2 separate regions of the Mus musculus genome follow, and region 2 is linked to region 1. Evidence: chromatin contacts called from public promoter capture Hi-C data. All regions are on one chromosome and are shown on one strand. Each heading gives the region's core, a stretch centred on a gene start, on an enhancer-like site or on the middle of the called end of the contact. The rest is flanking DNA. Distances are from core to core; before and after follow the strand shown. Region 1 holds the start of Zfp398 (zinc finger protein 398). Region 2 holds the start of Gpnmb (glycoprotein (transmembrane) nmb).

Region 1 (5,658 bases), core at 1,065-3,564:
GGGTAAGCATATGCTTTCACTTTTCTGAGGTGTCAACCCCGGACTACAATTATATGTTGTAACATGAGGATATATATAAGTCTCTCTTTAAAAGATATACTCATTTTTATTTTATGGGTCTTGGTTTTCCTGCCTATATGTCTGTATTCATGTGTATGAAGTGTCCCTGGAGGCCAGAAAAGGATGTCAGGTCCTCTGGAACTGAAGCTACAGATGGTTGTTGCTATCTTGTAGGTGTTGGGAATAGAACCCAAGTCCTCTGCAAAAGCAACAAGTGCTGCTAACCACCAAGCCACCTCTCCAGTCCTCTTTGTTTGTTTTCAGATTCATTTTTTATTTATGTGTGTGAGGTTTTGTAAGTTTCTGTGCATCATGTGAATGCAGGAGGTGGAGACCAGAAGAAGCATCCCTCATACATCCCTCATCACGTCGTCCTGGACAAATCTCATACCCAGAAACCTTTCTGCCTCCTGGATGTTCTACCTCCTATTTAAGGCCATAGGCTTTTTAATTGACAGGTGATATATGCATACAATACACAAGATATTCTCTCTACACCACTGTTTTAGAGGATGAAACATTTAACAGCTTGGTGATGGCATCATTATTTTGAACAGACAGAGCTAGCCCTGATGCTTGGTGGGGCTCAGTTGAATGTGTCTTGCTTATCCAACCTTTGGGAGGTAGAGGCAGGAAGATCAGGAGGTCACAGTCATCCTTCACTACCTGGGCTACATGCCTCAAAAAGTTAAAGGATTAAGGATTGTTTAGTCATACAAATGTTCATGTTTCATATCCATAGGAGCATCTGACAACTAGGAGGGAAACAGAGAGTTTGGAAATTAGTCACCCACCCCCTTAAAACAGGGTTCCACTGTAGAGCTCCAAATGACCTAGAACTTGCTTTGGAGTCCAGGCTGGCCTTAAACTTACAGAAAGTTTCCTGTTTCTGCTTCCTAGTGCATGGATTAAAAGCAAGTACCATCATATCAGGCTTTATTCTTGCTTTCTAAGGCCTTTTTTTGTTTTGTTTTGTTTTGTTTTGTTTTGTTTTGTTTTTTGTTTTTTGTTTTTGTTTTTGAGACAGGGTTTCTCTGTGTAGCCCTGGCTTTCCTGGAACTCACTCTGTAGACCAAGCTGGCTTCAAACTTATACAGATTCACCTGCCTCTGCCTCCCAAGTGCTGGGACTGAAGATGGGCATCACCACTGCCAGGCCGAAGGCCACATTTAAAAATTATGTCTTTTAATAATAAAATCACTAATTATTTTCCTGAGGTCAATTATTTCTCTCTATCTCTGTCTCTCTCTTTCTTTCTCCTCCTCTTCTTTCTTCTTTTTCTAGTTCATTCCATTATAGTGATGTTCTAGTTTAGAGAACGGTAGTTTTAACTCCCAACTATGCACCATCTGACCACAGTTCATGCTCAAGTAGACTCAAAGTATACACAAGATATTGCTTTGTATGTACACTATAAAGACTCACAGTACACTCAAGTGGTAGTGGCCCAGCAGGAAGATCCCTATACTGTGGGGGCACTATAGACAGTCTACTGTTGAGGGCATTGAATGGATTCATTTCATTTACTGAGATAAATGTCTGAGAAGACTTTGGTTCATACATGTTTGAAAAAAGAGAAATACTGGAAAGTTATGGCTGTGTGATTATCTTTCTGCCACACAAGCTGTTAAACACACAACTCTGTCTTTTGTTGGTCCTTAGTCCAGATCCAGCAAATCTAACCACAAGCTTTATTTCTGTTGGCTCAAGTAGTCCACTTGTCGGTGCTGGTGAGTGAGCTCGGCAGAGGATCTGGGTTTGGCTCACAACTGTGTGTGTAGCTCCAGTTCCAGGTTATCCTGCATCCTATTCCGGCCTCCATAGGCAGTAGACATCCAAGTGTAGAGAAACATTTATACATATAAAATTAAAAGAAACAAATCTTTATAAAAATTCTACTTCTCATCCAAGCCCAAGTGAGACAATAATCAAAATAATCAGAATCTCTGGTGCCAATACAAGTCATATTTGTAATTTCTACGAACGATATAACTCCATCATTCCCACCTAGCTCACTCTGGTAGCCGATTACACTATCGTCCAGCCTGGACACCGCTCCCTGGCTCTTAAACTATGTAGCATCTGCTGGGTCTTCTCAGATGGATGGGAAACCCGAGTAGGTTGGATCTGCGTTCACCAAAACTCTTTTCTCAGAAGCTGACCTCTGGGAAGGCGCTCCGGATGCGGGGGCCGCCAGGGGGCGCGCTGTCCCGGGAGGACCGACCGGAGGGGGGCGCGTCTAGGCCGGCAGAGCGCCTGCAGTACTCGCTGCCCACAAAGCGCCAGCTGAGGGGCGGCTGCAGCCGGTGCGGCGTAGGCTGCTCGCTACTCAGCTCCTCTGCGTCCCAGCGCCCCCGGAAGCCCGATTGCCGCGCGAGTCCTGTCAGAGCGAGCAACGCGAGACCGCTTCTCGCCGTCTGCCGAGAGCACTGAGCAGCCGGGCCTGCGTGTGGTGGCGACTCCCGGGACAGGACCGGGCAGCGGAGGGCCATGGCTGAGGCGACCGCCGCTCCGGTAAGGGCGCTGATGGACGGGCGTCTCTGTCACCCGGGCCTCGGGGGAGGCGAGGGAGCTGGGGACGGCAGCGGGCCTTGTGGCCCGCGTGGGTCTGCGGCTGTCGTTTGCCCCGCAAGGCCACCGCGGACCGCAGCGCCGGGCGACGCCGCGGGACCAGGGTCTGCAGTTTCTAACCTACACGCGCCGCGGTGCTCCGCGTCAGCCCGCGGAACGGGGAAGTGGGCTCGAGGTGTTTTTGCAATCCACCAGCCATTCTGTACAGCCGCGAGAGCTGTCGTTGCTAGGTGCGGCAGGACAGTCACCTGCGTGGCGGGGAAGGTAAAAGCCAAGGTGTGTCCTTATGGACTGCGTGAGGACAGACAGCCTCGCGCGCCCGGGAGGGCAGGCTGTGGCGCCGCGGGGACCTTGGAAGGCCGACCGAGCGCAGGCTTAGCCAGTAGTGCAGTCGTGCGTGTGCTTGTTTGCTGCAGGCCTGCAGTGGGCCCAGCCGTGCATGCACCAGAGATGCCAGGGCTACCAGGACAACCCGCACAGTCCCTGCACACAGCCATTAAGGAAGAGGGGATGGTCGTTTAACAGAACGTTCTGATTGGAAAGTATTGCTTTTGTTTGCCACCTAAGAAGGCTTTGGTCAGCTCAAAGAGACTTTTTAAATAAGTCAGAAGTCAGGCAGGTCTGCAGAGGAGTAGATAGGAAGTAAAAAAGAAAGAAGAAACCAGGGGAGCAGCGGGGAGGGGCGGGGAATGGAGTAGAGGGGAATACCCTTCAAGTTTAATTTTCCCCCAACCCTTAAAAAAGATAGTAGAGCCCATGGTGTATGCTATAGGTATATGCCATGCTGAAAACTGTCACATACTTTTAGTTCTCTAGTAGTCATGTTTAGGAGGTTAAACCATGATGGTAACATGGTGGCTCACAGAGGAGTTTAAAATAGGAGAATCAGAAATTTTAGTATATGCTTGGCCAAATAGCCAGAGTGTGTGTCTTTAAAAAAAGAAAGAAAGAAAAGAAAAAAGTAAAAAAAAAAGTAAAAAGAAAGAGGAAATTAATTTCAGTTAATTCAGTGAAATGTTATTTAGCTCAAAGTATAAAAATATTTTAATAGTAATATTATAAAACTATTAATGAGATTTTAAACACAACACATCTCAATTGAACTGAGCACATTTAAAGTCCTCAATAATCACTTGGACTCAGTGACTTTGGTACTGACCAGGGCAAGACTGTTTTATGAAGAAGAATTTGGAAATACTGATATTTTTAATTTTAATTTTAAGAAATCTTTTTAGGGGTTATGGAGAGATAGCTCAGCAGTTAAAAGTACCAGTTGCTCTTGCAGAGGGCCCCGAGTTGATTCCTAACATTCACATGGTGACTAACAGCAATCTGTAACTTTAATTCCAAAGTATCTGATGCCCTCTTCTGACCCTTGAGGGCACTGGGCATGTAGATGTTGTCACATATTTACATGAAGGCAGGATACAGATACACATAAATAAATCTAAATGATTTAAAAATATTTTTATTCTTTGAAAATTTAATAGAGTGTATTTTGACCATTTCACCCTACTGCTCCTAACTCCTCTCAGATTCACTCCTCCCTCCCTCATAGTGTCCCCAGTTTTGTGTCCTTTTTAAAAAATGATCCATGAGGTACTTCTCATATACTCCTTGGTGTAGGGCATCCACTGGAGTTTGGTTGATTTACCAGGGGCCACAACCTTAAAAATTGGGTTTTCTCTTCCCCAGAAGCTATCAGTTGTCTGTAACTCTGCAGTTATGAGTGGGAGCTCATGCCCCTGTCCCTTTCAATGCTATAGTGTTGACTTGCTTGATTTCATGCAGGCGGCCATAGCTGATAAGAGTTCATGAGTGCAGTAGTCCTGTCATGTCCCGAAGAAACTCTTTGGATCCAGTCCAACTCTGGATTTCAGAGTCTTGCTGCCCTTTTTCTTCAATGGTCACTGAGCCTTGGGATTTGGGCACTGCCTCATTTCTGTTGAGCACTTCATTGACAACTTTTTATTACTGTTGACAGTTTTTTGCTACTGCTACCACTACCACCATTACCACTACTACTACTTCTACTGGGTCTTCTTGAGACAGAGTCTCACCTATGTAACCCTAACTGACCAATGTGTAGATCAGGCTGGCTTGAACTCACAGAAGTATTTCTGCCTCTGTAAGTGCTAGAATCAAATGCATGTGCCATCGCACCAGCTGTCTTTTGTTTTGTTTTTGGTTTGCTTTTTAGTGTACTTTATAAGTTAGGAGGGCTGGTATTCAGAGTTCAAGTGGAGAGACTTGCTTTAAATAAAATGAAACATCTTTCTTTGAAAAAGAAAGAAAGCATTTTCTAATAGGCTTGATGTGGGGAGGAGTAAAAGAGTTTAGGTCTAATTATTTCAATTTCCTTTTTCTATTTCTTCTGAAGACAGGGTTTTTCTCTGTATCCCTGACTGCCCTGGAACTCTCTCTGTAGACCAGGCTGACCTTGAACTTACAGAGATCCACCTGTCTCTGCCCTCCTAGTGCTGGGAATAACAGTGTGTGCTACTACCACCTGGCCTATTTCAGTTTACTTACAGTAAGATATCATGTCATCTCTGGAGAGTAAGGGTGCTATCTGGATAAGTTTCTGCCCTCCCTGTGTGCTCCCTGAATCAGTAGATGCAGCATCCATGACCTAAGAGCTCACTTAAAGTACACCATCTCCTTTTCACATTCACCGAATGAAAATATGTATTTTAACTAGATTTGGGGAAGGGGGGGTGCGGATCAGGACTTGGGGTTAAGGTCTTGCTATCCGTAGCCCTTGCTGCCTTGGTACTCACTCTATAGCCAGACTGGACTGAAACTTAACAGCAGTTCTTCTAACTCAGTTTCCTCAGTGCAAAGGACAACTTGGGGGACTTGATTCTCTTCTTCTGACATTTGGATCTCAGAGATTGAGCTCAGATAATCAGGCTTTATTTGCTGTAAGTGCCTTTATCTGCTAAGCCACCTCACTGGCTGATTGCTCAGCTCTTTTCTAGTTATTGTTTCACATTAGTTTGAGAGTTTGTAGAAGCCTGGAAGGTA
Region 2 (5,683 bases), core at 50-2,549, 1.2 Mb after region 1:
TTACATTTGCTTGGGGGTTGGGGATAAGGGCACATGCCACGGCTCTTGTGTGAAGATCAGAGGACAACTTGCAAAAGTTAGTTTCTTCTTCCCACCACACAGGTTCCAGGGATTAAACTCAGATCTTCAAGCTTGGTAGGTTAATGTCTTCACCTACTGAACAAGCGTACCAGCACAAAAGCTCGCTTTTCTGATTTTTTTACTTTTGTTTTGTTTTTGAGTCAGGGACTCACTCTGTAGCCTTAGCTTCCCTGGAACTTGCTAAGTAGGACCAGGCTGGGCTTGAACTTAGAGACATCCAGATGCCTCTGCCTCTCTAGTGCTGGGACTGAAGGAGTTCACCGACATGTTTGTTTATTTTACTTATGAGTACATGGTAGCTGTCTTCAGACACACCAGAAGAGGGTGTTCATTTTTAATTGAAAGGTTACATGTGTGTAAACAAGCAGACAGAGCTCTGTATATGATTTATGTTACACAAAAGCAGTTCTTTCCCTTTCTCCTCTGCATTGGAGACTTTTGCTTCTTTGTGGTTGCGTCCACTTCTGCTCCACGTGGTTTTCCCCCACAGGAGCTCTGGTCCCTGAATTACAATGGACTGTAAGTCACTGTGTGCCACAACCAAGACTTCTCCTGCCCAGAAAACAGTCTTAGGGATGTGTCCTGACAGTGAGAGGGTCACAGGGCCAAGTTTCCACAGTCTACAACCAGAAACAGCTTAATCACATGACATTTATGTTCCAGAGACGGGTGATTTCACACCTAATGCTTGCTCTTTGGCAATACAAGTGTGCTTCCCACAAGTCGCCTGAAGTTACTTGGAGCAGCTATCTTAGAGAAGTTACCAAAAATGATGCAGTTCGTTCTGGGCATTCTGCAGAGCCAGGTCGATATGCCAGAAACTTTAGCTTTGGGGTACATTTCTCCTCTGCTTGAAGCCCGTGGGCTGTCCCGAACTTGCAATTTCTGACATAGCATGCAATGTTTGTATGCATGCATGCACAGCACAGTGGCATTGACTGAAATGATACCTTGGATCTGTCTGTTCTGGGGGAAGAGAACGCGGGCTGTCCAGATTCTGGAAAGATGTTTCAGTGTGAGTACCGAAGTGACACAAAAGAGAAACCACAAAGTCCACCAACGACCAGGTTTCGTTTGGTAAAGAATGTCAGAACAGGATGTTAGAAAGCTCCCTTTAAGCTAGGAAAGATGGAGGGGGAGGGAGAGAAAGGGGGGAGGAGCAAATGTGGCATCACAAAATGAAAACACCGTGCATCCGAAGTCAATAAATAGATGCCAGGGGCAAGTGACTCATGAGCACGAGTTGTTAAGCGATGGAATTTGGGAGATCAAGCCACACTGCTTAAAACATCACATGATCTCCCTCTGGCCCCGTATTTCATAAAACAGAGCGGATCGCAGGAGGCCGACACTGTGACTCCTGGTGGATGGGACTGGGGAGTCAGAGTCAAGCCCTGACTGGTTGCAGGCGCTCGGAGTCAGCATGGAAAGTCTCTGCGGGGTCCTGGGATTTCTGCTGCTGGCTGCAGGACTGCCTCTCCAGGCTGCCAAGCGTGAGTCCCGTCCTCTCTGGGCGCTTACACTCGTTGACCCAAATGATGGGCCAGGCCCTTTGACTGGAGTTTGGGGGTCCGCAGACAGGGTCTGTTCCAAATGCTGGGAGTGTGTTCTTTGCTTAGGACTCACGGAGAGCAAAAGCCACGAGGCCCCTGGAAGCTTTTTCCACTCTGGCCAGATTGAGGCTGGAAGGGGAGGACAGCCTGTACCCCAGAATAAAGCAAGTCTCCCAAATCACCCTTATCTGCTTCCTGCTCACAGGGCGGAGCTCTTAAATGAGGCTCTGGCTAACTTTGCGGAACTCCCCCATCCCACCGCATCCTCTGCTCGCTGCAGGGCCAACTGCTGCTTCAGTGCAGATACTGAGGACTCTATGCAGATACTGAGGGGCTCCACCCTGGGCGGATTCTATGGCAGGGGCCCTACTAACAAAGCTTCCTAGTGAGTGGCAGAGGCATCTTTCAGTGTTGGACATACTGGTCTAGCATCCTTGTCCTGACCAGGGTGTAGCTGTCCTGTTCTTAGCGGAGCTAGTGAGCAGGGGAAAGAGAAGGCCCCTCACTTCCAGGGGCCGGAGACCAGCCCGGTCCAGAACCTTGCCTTACCCCGAATGTGGCCGCCTGGCTGGTTGCCAGGCAGTTCCAAAGGAGAGGAGTATCTCGTCACCCCCTGCCTTCTCTTGTGCAAGGCAGGTCCTCGGGTAGGTTGTCCTGGCTGGGGTGGATCCCAGGCCAGGCAGAGTGGAACCGCTGTGGTCCCTGCACCCAAGAATTGCCAGGCAAAAGGGCAAGCAGCCCAGCCCCATCACAGCCGCGCCCCGAACCAGGGATCCTCAAAGCCAGTGATGCCCCAGACTTGGGGCGTCCTGCCTGAGACTCCACCTCTGAGTTTGGATTTTAAACCCAGAGATGGCAGGCAGCGGGTTGACAAACGGAACGGCCCATCTTGTGTCTAGGTGTGGTGCCTTCACAGAGAGAGGGGACTCTGACCTTGGAATTATCCAGTTTCCCCAGATGAGAAACCGGGCCACAGGCCACAGAGAGGGCCAGGAATTCGCTCAGGTCACACAGAGAGCAGGCAGTAGGGAAGCATGCCACCTCTCCCTGGCAGTTCTTCCTGCCAGGGTTTGGGATAGGACAGACTTGAATATGTGCCAACTGCTAGGCTGGGCCATGAGTGAGTTAGCTTCAATAAATTTCCTTTTCCTCGTTTACAAAAGTGGGCTATAGAGTCTTGGGAGATCAGCTAGCAAGGGCACGTGGCCAGAACACACATTCAATGGCATTTTTAAGGACAGAGCTACACACCTCTGTTCCCCCTATCCCACCCTACCCCACTCCATACCTCCTGCCAACAAGTTATAATAACCTAGAGGAATAAGAATAGGAAAAGCCAGCAAAGACCTTTCACCCACAGTTTGAGGGTCGGTAAAACAGTAGCCAAAGCCAGGATAAATGGTTCATGTCTTTAATCCCAACACTCAGGAAGCAGAGGTAGGTAGATCTCTGTGAGTCTGGGGTCATCCTAGTCTACATAGTGAGTTCTAGGACAGTTTGAGCTACATAGTGAGACCCTGACTTGAAAAAAAAAAAAAAAAAAACCAACCAACTACCCCCCCCCCCAAGGAAAAACAAAACAAAAACCCAACCAGTAGCCAGAACTTGAAGGGTATGGACTTTTAATAGAAGTCTCAAAGCCCCAGGCATTCTTGGGCTCATCTTATACTGTACTAAATATTCCAGACACAATGAGCAAGCCCTGTAGGGGTTAGCAATCCATAGGAGGCAGGTAGTGAGCAGCCCGAACATGAGGAGTTGGGGTGAAGAGAAGGTAACCAACTCAGGGTTACCTCCACTCTGCCCCCGCGCCCCATTTTCCCGTTATAGTTTGCTTATTATCGGGCTTGTCTGGTTGTAAGTTGAACTTCCATGTGTTAGGCTAACGGTGTACTCATGTGAAATTGAAAGGAATAATTCAGGCAGATTCCAATACAACCTTTACCCATGCCCTTTTATAGCCAAATACCCTCCTCTACCCAGCTCCAATCCCTGGCCACTAGGAGTCTGTCCATGTAAATATCTTAGCATTTCCAGAATGCCACACAAGGGAACTTAGTCGTATGAACTTTAGACATCGGCTTGGGTTTCTCCTCAGTGTGAGTCCCTGGAGATCTATTGACATTGCTGTACCAAATAGGTTGTTCCTTGTTCTTTCTGAGTAGTCGCCCATGGTCATAAAGTACCACTTTAACCGCTCACCCACCAAAGGACAGAGAGCTATTCCAGCTCAAGATGCTACGACTCCTCATGTCCATTTCCCTCGGATTCGTACTAAAAAGTACAATTTGGACAAGTTATATATAATGCTTACGCTACGTCGAGTCTTTGTAGAATTTAGCAGGGTGGCTGTGCCTTCTCAGGTTCCTGCCAGAAGTGTGTGGTGGCCCAATTGGTGGTAGTGGCTCCATAGGTCTGCAGGGGGGTTCGTCAACAATCCTCTAGTATTCAGTGTCCATACATTCTCTGAAGTGTTCTCTCATATCTGTTCCCATTTTCAAATTAGAATTGCTTTTTAATATTGGTGGAAGTTTGGTCTTCTCCACTCTCCTTTACTTCTTTCTACTGGATGTCACAGGGCAGAAGTTTCTTACTTGAGTAAAATTTCATACATCATTGTTTTTCTTTTATGGATTATACTTTTGGTGTTCATCTAAGAAGTTTTGCCTCATCCTAAATCCTTATGTTTTCATCTCTGTTTGCTGCTCTTTTAAAAAATGTATCTTTTCTTTATTGGGTTAATTTTTTTTTTTTTTTTTGAGACAGGGTTTCTCTGTTTTTAAATCTTTAAAAAGTCGTATTTTATTGTAATGGTGGTGCCTGCAGAGGTCACAAGAGGGCGCCAGATCTCCTGGAGCGGGAGCGTTTGTGAGCCCCGGACATGGCTGCTAAAATTCAAACTAGAGTACTGTGCCACTGAGTCATCTTTCCAGCTCCTCTGTTGAACGAATTTGTGTCTCGTGTGAACTCTGCCAGGGCAGACTGAACGGGTCAGCTCTTGGCTTCCCTGTCCATCCATCCCTGTCCCCGCCGCCCCACGCTGCCCCCCCCTACCCCCCCGTTTTTCTCTTTGACTTCTGAACTTTAGGAACAGAGGAGAAATCGGGTGCGATTTTGTCGCTGTTGTTTTTCGTTTTCTGGTAGTGCTGAAGTTCAAACCCAGGGCCCTTGCAGGCCAGGCAAGCACTGTACCACTGGGTCACACACCAGCCTGACCTTGCTCTGATTGCGTCTACCTCAGAATCTGTGGACTCTGAAACAGTGAAAAGAGATTGTTCTGGGCATGAAAGGAGCTGAATCCACTTTTGCATCGGATTGAAGATGATCCTGGCAAATCCCACCTCTCTAGACCTAGATGTGTTCATCTCTAAAGTTAGTTTGAATGGAGGCAGCTTAACTCTTCCCTCATATCTCCAACGTGAACTTCCATTTACAAACGTTTGTTGATAAACCTTGTGCCCATTCCTCAATTAATGGCTGTTCTAGGTAGGAACAGTCCTGACACTGATTTGGGGTGTCTGATTTGAAGGCCTGAGATCACACAGCCTGTTGATGACAGAGCCCGTGTGCCATGACTCCTAGTCAATCCTATTTGTATTGCTTGCCTGGTTAATAGGTGCATGGCCTGCTTGGCACAAGTCCAAATTCTATATGGGGCACCTGCCCCCCCCCCAAAAAAACCTGAGGCATACACAATAACAGGACATCCACCTCTTTCCGTGCAAAGAACGTAGAGACAGATAGATAAGATGGATAGGAAATCCATCATGATGGATAGATAAGAGACAGGAAAAGGGGAGATGGATAAAAATCAAGATGGTAGGCTCAAATGCAGAAAGCCTGTCATTACATCATATGTACATTACCTCAGTGCTTCAGATAAAAGTTAGAGATTTTCAGATTTGATTTATAGTTGCACAACTATGTGCTAAAAACAAAAAACACCCTCACATTAAATAAGAAAATATACAGGCTAGAAGTAAAAAAATGGGAGAGTAGGGTCCAGAGAGATGGCTCAGAGGTTAAATTCCCCATACCCACATGGCAGC

The links. Promoter capture Hi-C pulls out the DNA fragments that hold promoters and counts their contacts.
Region 2: a promoter capture Hi-C map of embryonic stem cells shows a contact between it and region 1, with 5 times the contacts expected there. The contact joins the promoter of Gpnmb here to the promoter of Zfp398 in region 1. A contact is called at or near these places in 2 of 39 promoter capture datasets (embryonic stem cells and liver) and 2 of 115 datasets of contacts at active chromatin or transcription factors (bone marrow-derived dendritic cells and embryonic stem cells).

Annotation. Positions count from the first base shown.
Region 1 is chr6:47,833,347-47,839,004 of GRCm38.p6, forward strand. It overlaps Zfp398 (zinc finger protein 398), which reads left to right and starts at 2,315. Exons shown (of 6, transcript NM_027477.3): 1 at 2,315-2,574. The coding sequence starts at 2,551. It also overlaps a transcript of Zfp786 not described here.
Region 2 is chr6:49,035,219-49,040,901 of GRCm38.p6, forward strand. It overlaps Gpnmb (glycoprotein (transmembrane) nmb), which reads left to right and starts at 1,300. Exons shown (of 11, transcript NM_053110.4): 1 at 1,300-1,574. The coding sequence starts at 1,505.